Linked DNA regions of Sus scrofa: region 2 is linked to region 1. The links are chromatin contacts, called in public promoter capture Hi-C maps. All regions are on one chromosome and are shown on one strand. Each heading gives the region's core, a stretch centred on a gene start, on an enhancer-like site or on the middle of the called end of the contact. The rest is flanking DNA. Distances are from core to core; before and after follow the strand shown.

Region 1 (2,942 bases), core at 191-2,690:
AGGCCAAGCAGGTCTTCCTGGGTCAGTGGGGCCGGCCATTTAAGGTGTGCTTTGGGTAGGGGGAGGAAGGGGAAGTGAGGAAAAAAGGCGGCCTAGGGAAACCAGAGTTCTCTCACAAAGCCGGGAGCCTTTTCGCCAAATTTGGAATTGATGGGTAAACCCACCAGCATTTTGAGAAAAGAAGGGGAGGGAGGAAGCAAAAGGTGGACGGTCCTCCCCAAAGATCCCGGCCCCCTCCCCTCGCAGGGCCTGCCGAGATGGGCCCGGCCGTCCAAGCCTGCAATCAGGACGTCCCAAATCTGCAATCCTCGCTCGCAGCTGACAAATAAATCAATTCTCACAGCCATTGTCGGGGGTGGAGGTGGGGGTGGGGGTGTCAGGTTTATCAGCTCTGGGCTTGGAGAAGGAAACTGAGGCTCAGAAAGGGAAAGCTACAGATTAAGATGACACTGCCCCGTTGTTGCTGGAGCTGGTATTGGGATCCAGGGTATTCCACTCCCACACGAGTCTCTGCGAAGTCATCTGAAGCCCCCCAAGCTCTAGAAAGGCAGAAAAGGCGCTGATGGGGAGCAGAGCGAAGGGTGGGGCCTCTGGCCCATCACAAGGTCCCTGGAGCGCCACTAGGAGTCCCCTTTAGTGGCAAAGCGTGGCCCCGAGAGGGCGGGAGGGGTCCATCGCGGACCTGAGGTGTGGACAGCCGGTCCCTCATCCGTTGGCACACAGAGAGCCCTCTCCCAGCGCCACACACAAGCCATTTCGGGTGCAGCCCCGGGGTCTGACTCTTCCGGCCCTCAGTCCTCAGCTTCGGCCACACCCTTTCCTGCGGGCCCTTAGACCCCTCTTCCCCCCAGGTCCAGCTGCCTCCAATCCCGGGCCTCCAAAGTCTCTCCAGTCCCGCAAAGCAGGGCCAGCAGCCCGCGTGGCCTCGGCCCAGGTGCCCCCAGCCCCTCACCACATCCTCCGCAGCGCCAGCCCTCCCCTCCCTCCCCTCCTCCCGCAGCCCCCGCGCCGACCGCCTCCGCTTCCCCGCCTGCTCGCTGCAGGGAAGATGCGCTACGCGGCGCTGCCCCAGACGCGCCCTGCCCGCGACCCTCTCCGGCTACCGCGCCCTGGGCTCCGGGTCCCCGCGGCCCCCACCTCCCGCGCCCCTCCCCGGAGCCGTCGCTGGCTGGCGTGGGTCAGCATGACTGCGCGTTTACGGCTCGCCCCCGCGTCCCTGCAGCCCCCCGGAGGAGGGAGGGGGTCCCGTGCAGCGACTCCCATCGCCAGCCTCAACCCGCTTACCGCGTGGCGGAGGCCTCCCGCAGGGGACCGACAGAGGGGCAGAAGGACGCGCGGACGCGGAGCTCGCTGGGTCAGAGCCCGTTAGCAGAGCAGCAGCCGCCGCAGCGCAGGGGCGGGCCGGGAGGACAGTCCTCAGCGCCCGGGCCGGACACGTGGCGCGCGGGGGCCAATCCGGCTCGCCCCGCCTCCGCCCTCCCCCCACCCCCCAAGTTCCTTCGCTCCTGGAATCTTAGAATGTCACCCGCCGCGGGGTGGGGGTGGGGGTGGGGGTCGGTGCCTGGAGATCCTCCGTCTGGGTGCGGACACTAGAGGGGAGGGATTTGGCCAAGGTCGCCTGGCCTTCGGGGCTAGGAGTCAACGCTGCTGACTCCTAGATCTTATGGATTGCCAAAGCTTTGTTGAGAAACAGAACTTTGAGGCTTAACACAATAAGGCCAAGTGCTTACCATGCCTGCTCAGATTCTGTCCGTCAATAGCTCCACCGGGTCTGTGGCATTACTTACCCACTTCCCAGGAGAGCCCAGAGAAGTCCAGTTTTAAAACCAAGGTCACACAGCTAGTACGTTGTGGAGCCGGGATTCGAACTTAGGCTGGGTGACCAGAGAGGCCCTTGCTCTAGCTTGATTCTGGGGCGTGCCCGTAGTCCAGAGGAAAGAGAGACAGACCAGCAATTACAATCCAGGGCTGTGGGGAAACCCACAGAATAATTTTAAAAAGTGATAGGCACTTTGGGAATTTGGAGGAAAGTGACAATGTCTTGAAGGGGGTTTGTAAAGTCTTGCTGGAGAGGTGAGCCTGCAGTTAAGGTCCTTAGGCTTCCTACCCACCCACTGCTTAGAAATTCTGCTTTGGTGAAAAGTCGGCCGTCCTGGGCTGCCACTTGGGTGATGAATCTTCACGGGCAAGATGCCTAGATGCTCTACTTTTCAATTTACTCCACCAAAGATAGGGATAGACAAAGCTTCTTCCAATGTTGTCCTCAGTCTGGCCGAGTTCAGAGAACTCCACAAGGGAACCTGATACAGAAGTGCGTTCTTTTGACTGTATGTTCCTCCAATGTGTATTGAGTACCCTCTGTCTTCTGGGCACTGAGCTGGGAGATTGAAGTGGGCAAATGAGAAATGAGGCCCTGACCCACCTTCACGGAGCTTCCCGCTCATGGAAGACAGATGGTTAGGTCTTGTTACAGTAGGTTTAGGCAGTTGTAATCTGGAAACTATAAACTGCTTTCAGGGCCCTAGAATGGGCTCTTATCTACACTTGGAAATGACTTGTCCGAGGAGACACCTGTGCTGACAAAGCAAGACTTTACTGGGAAGGAGCACCGAGGCAGAGAGCAGCAGGCCGAGGGAACCCAGGAGAACTGCTCTGCCACATGCTCACAGGCTCAGGTTTCTTGGGAATGGGGTTAGTTTCCAGGTTGTCTCTGGCCAGTTGTTTTGCTTGGCCCCCATTGGTCTGGCTCAGGGTCCTTTTGGCAGCACAAGCACCCCTCAGCCAAGATGGATTCCAGTGCCCTGCATTCCAGGGAGATGGGTGGTCTCCCTCCTAGGGGCCCCTCTCTAATCCTCCCAGTTAGTCCTCAGGGCAGCACCTTATCAGGGCCTCCTGTTGTGAAGACAGCTCACGCAAGCAGCTATCATTGAGCCCAGCCAAGG
Region 2 (2,942 bases), core at 297-2,796, 130 kb before region 1:
CCTGGGCTAGGAACTAAGATCCCACATCAGCTGCTGCAATCTGTAGCAAAAATAATAATAATAATAATAATAAAAAAAAAGAAGAAAAGGGAGGAAGGAAGGAGGAAGACAACAGAATAAAGTCATGAGGGCATGAGAATGGAGTCTAGCAACCTGGGTTCAGGTGCCTTCTCTGCCACCGATTTATTTTGGGAATTTTGGTGCGTTGCTCCCCATCTCTAGACGTCAGTAAAATGAGGTGGTTGAATAAATAATATTTATTGAGCATATACTCTGTATCAGCCACGATTCAAATACTTCCGTGCTTGAACTCATTTAAAGAATTCCTGGCCTTCAAGACTCCTTTGACTTCAACAGCCTGTGGTTTGAGGTCAGGAAGGTTTCATAGAGAATGTGGAGTTGAGACAGAACCTCCAAATTCCCACAAGGACAATCTCCCTTAAATCAGAATAAAGCGTGGCATCTCCAGGCACTTCACCATCAGAAGACAGTCCTCTGCCTCAGAACCACCTTCTGAAAACATGCCTGAAGACAGAGTCACAGCTTCTGCCCCTAGAGGGTTTATCGCAGGGATTCTGAAGGGGGGACCTGGGAATCTGTACACAAAGCTCCTCAGGAGATTCTGGTAGTCCGACTTGGGAAGCGCTGATCACAACGAATCCCCTAGGATCACACGGAAACAGCACAGACCAGGAGCTGCCTGACCTGATAATCAGTGCCTCCAAGCAGAGAAACCAATCCATTGCTTGATTAAAGCCACAAATATTAAAGCACCTGTTGTGCTCTAGGCCCTGTGCCAGCTGGTGATTATGGTCCCCGCTCTCAAGGGTCTCCTGGTCTAGGTTTGTCACTTACTGTCAGAAGCGAGTCATCTAGTCAGAGACAGAGGGGGTTCAAGAGCCTCAACCAATCCCATCATTACACAGTTGGGGAAACTGAGGCCCAGAGAGGGAAGCAATATGTTCAAGACCACACAGGGAAGAAATGTATTTTCTGCTCCCAAGCCAACTAAGGAATCACGGTGTTCTTGGCAGGAAAGAGGCTGCATATGAACCCCTAGGGCACTCACTCTTTGCTTCTGAAGCACTAAAGCTACCAACGGCAAATGTTCCTGGAAGTCTCCCTTCATCTCTTGCTAACATTCTAAGACTTCAGCATCCTTCCACCAGAAAACAGGCCAGAGGGGACAGGGGACACCCCGGGGGTCCATCAGTTCTTCCGTGTTTCTTAAAGTCCTTTCCCTGCCTGTGCTGGAGGACATGGTGCCTGCTTCTTCCCGCACTTTAGAGCCGAAAGGAGAGGGGGCCGCCTGCCTCACGGAGTCCTATACAAGGACCTGGCTCCCGGCTCTCTGCCCAGACTTGCTTATGTCACTGTCGCCCAGGGGCTGGGGAGGGGGAGAAGCGGAGGGTAAGTCGGGCCCGCCCCTGAAATGCCAGCCGCCCTGCCATTGGCTACGAGGACTCCGGCCCGGCCACGGATTGGTCATCGCTGAGGGCTTGAAAGGTGGCTGAGAGCGGCCCGCACCTCAGACGGACTGTGCCCGGGAGTCAGACAGCGTCTCAGGAGAGCTCGAGACGCACCCCCAGCCAGCCATGGCCCGGTTCTTTCGGGCATCCTGCCTTATCTCCCTGCTCCTGGCCGGCTTCCTCCCGCCGAGCCGGGGACAGGAGAAGTCGAAGGTGAGTGAGCCTCGGGGGGATGGGTAGGGGGGGGACCCCGAGCAGAGGAAAGAATGTAGCCTGCAGGTGTCCACCTCTCGGTTGCCAGGCACCCCTCTTCCGGAGCTCCCCTCCAGAAGGGGGACAGGCGCGAGATGCCCTTACCTCCTCTTGCCTTCCTTTCCAGCGCACTGGACCGTCATCCGTCTCTTCGCAGTTCCATCTGTTGGAGACCTGGGTGCCTGGTGGGGGGGGGGGGTGCAGAATGAATGGAGGTGAAAGCTCCCCAGTCCAGCTTTCTTCCCCAACACTGTCTCAGGGTCCCCTTGCTACACACATGCCCAGCGCTGTTTCCGAGATACTCTGCTCTAGTAGGGCCTGAAGGAGGGGCCCCGGTGGCACAGAAAAAGGCCTGGAGTCTTGGCATCTGGGTTGGCTGCAGAGGTTCCCAGGAAGACCAGCAGGCAAGGCAAAAGGGAAGGACAGCGGTGCTGTGTGGCCCCCTTCTAGCCCAAGCAGGAACACAGGTGGAATCCCAAGACACTGGCAGAAGAGGCGGAGGTCTGTGACAGGAAGAGCTCCGGGCTGGCAGGACAGCATGCCCGGATGCTGCCTAGAGTCTCTAATCATTTGTAGGCCTCAGTTTCTCCCCCTGTGTGCGGCGGGAAGACAGGGCACGTTGAAGCTGATGCTTTCAGAGGGGATGCTTGGAGCTGGGCAGCAGCCACATGCTGTTTTCTGAAGGCTTTTCTGTTGGGGGGCAGCCTCACTACCCACCACCCACTGCCCATATTGGCCTGAACAGACCTCATCGTTGGAGAAACCTGGGGCCTGCCAGCTTGATGGAAGAGGCAGAATTCTCCTCTGCCTCCTCGGTTGATCCCCTGCAGAGCATGTGGCCCTTAGCTAGAGTGGGGATGAGGTCAACCCAGCAATGCTTATCTCCTTGGACGGTATGTGCCATGGGGGGCACTGTAAACCTGTCCTCTTCCCCAGGGAGACAAAGGCCAGACATAGGAATAGACCAAAGAGAGAGATTTCTGTCTCCAGCCTCCCAACACACACACAGACACACAGACACACACACACACACACACCACGCTTGTGTAAGCTCGAGAAGCTTTGCACTTTGTTTCTCAAATCTTCCAGATCTTAGTTCTAAGATCTTGTGACTCCATGATTCTATTTCCAAAATTCTACCTATTGCTCAGGAAGCCTATTCCAAACACAAGGTTCTTTCTGTCTGTTTCTATTCCCTGTCCTGTCCTCAGTCTAAATTCC

What was found. Promoter capture Hi-C pulls out the DNA fragments that hold promoters and counts their contacts.
Region 2: a promoter capture Hi-C map of fetal skeletal muscle shows a contact between it and region 1, with 4 times the contacts expected there. The contact joins the promoter of GPX3 here to the promoter of ANXA6 in region 1. A contact is called at or near these places in 1 of 5 promoter capture datasets (fetal skeletal muscle), 1 of 47 Hi-C or Micro-C datasets (fetal skeletal muscle) and 1 of 2 datasets of contacts at active chromatin or transcription factors (skeletal muscle).

What each region holds. Positions count from the first base shown.
Region 1 is chr16:71,855,727-71,858,668 of Sscrofa11.1, reverse strand. ANXA6 (annexin A6) reads right to left here and starts at 1,440. Exons shown (of 27, transcript XM_005672613.3): 1 at 1,285-1,440.
Region 2 is chr16:71,987,615-71,990,556 of Sscrofa11.1, reverse strand. It overlaps GPX3 (glutathione peroxidase 3), which reads left to right and starts at 1,546. Exons shown (of 5, transcript NM_001115155.1): 1 at 1,546-1,682. The coding sequence starts at 1,596.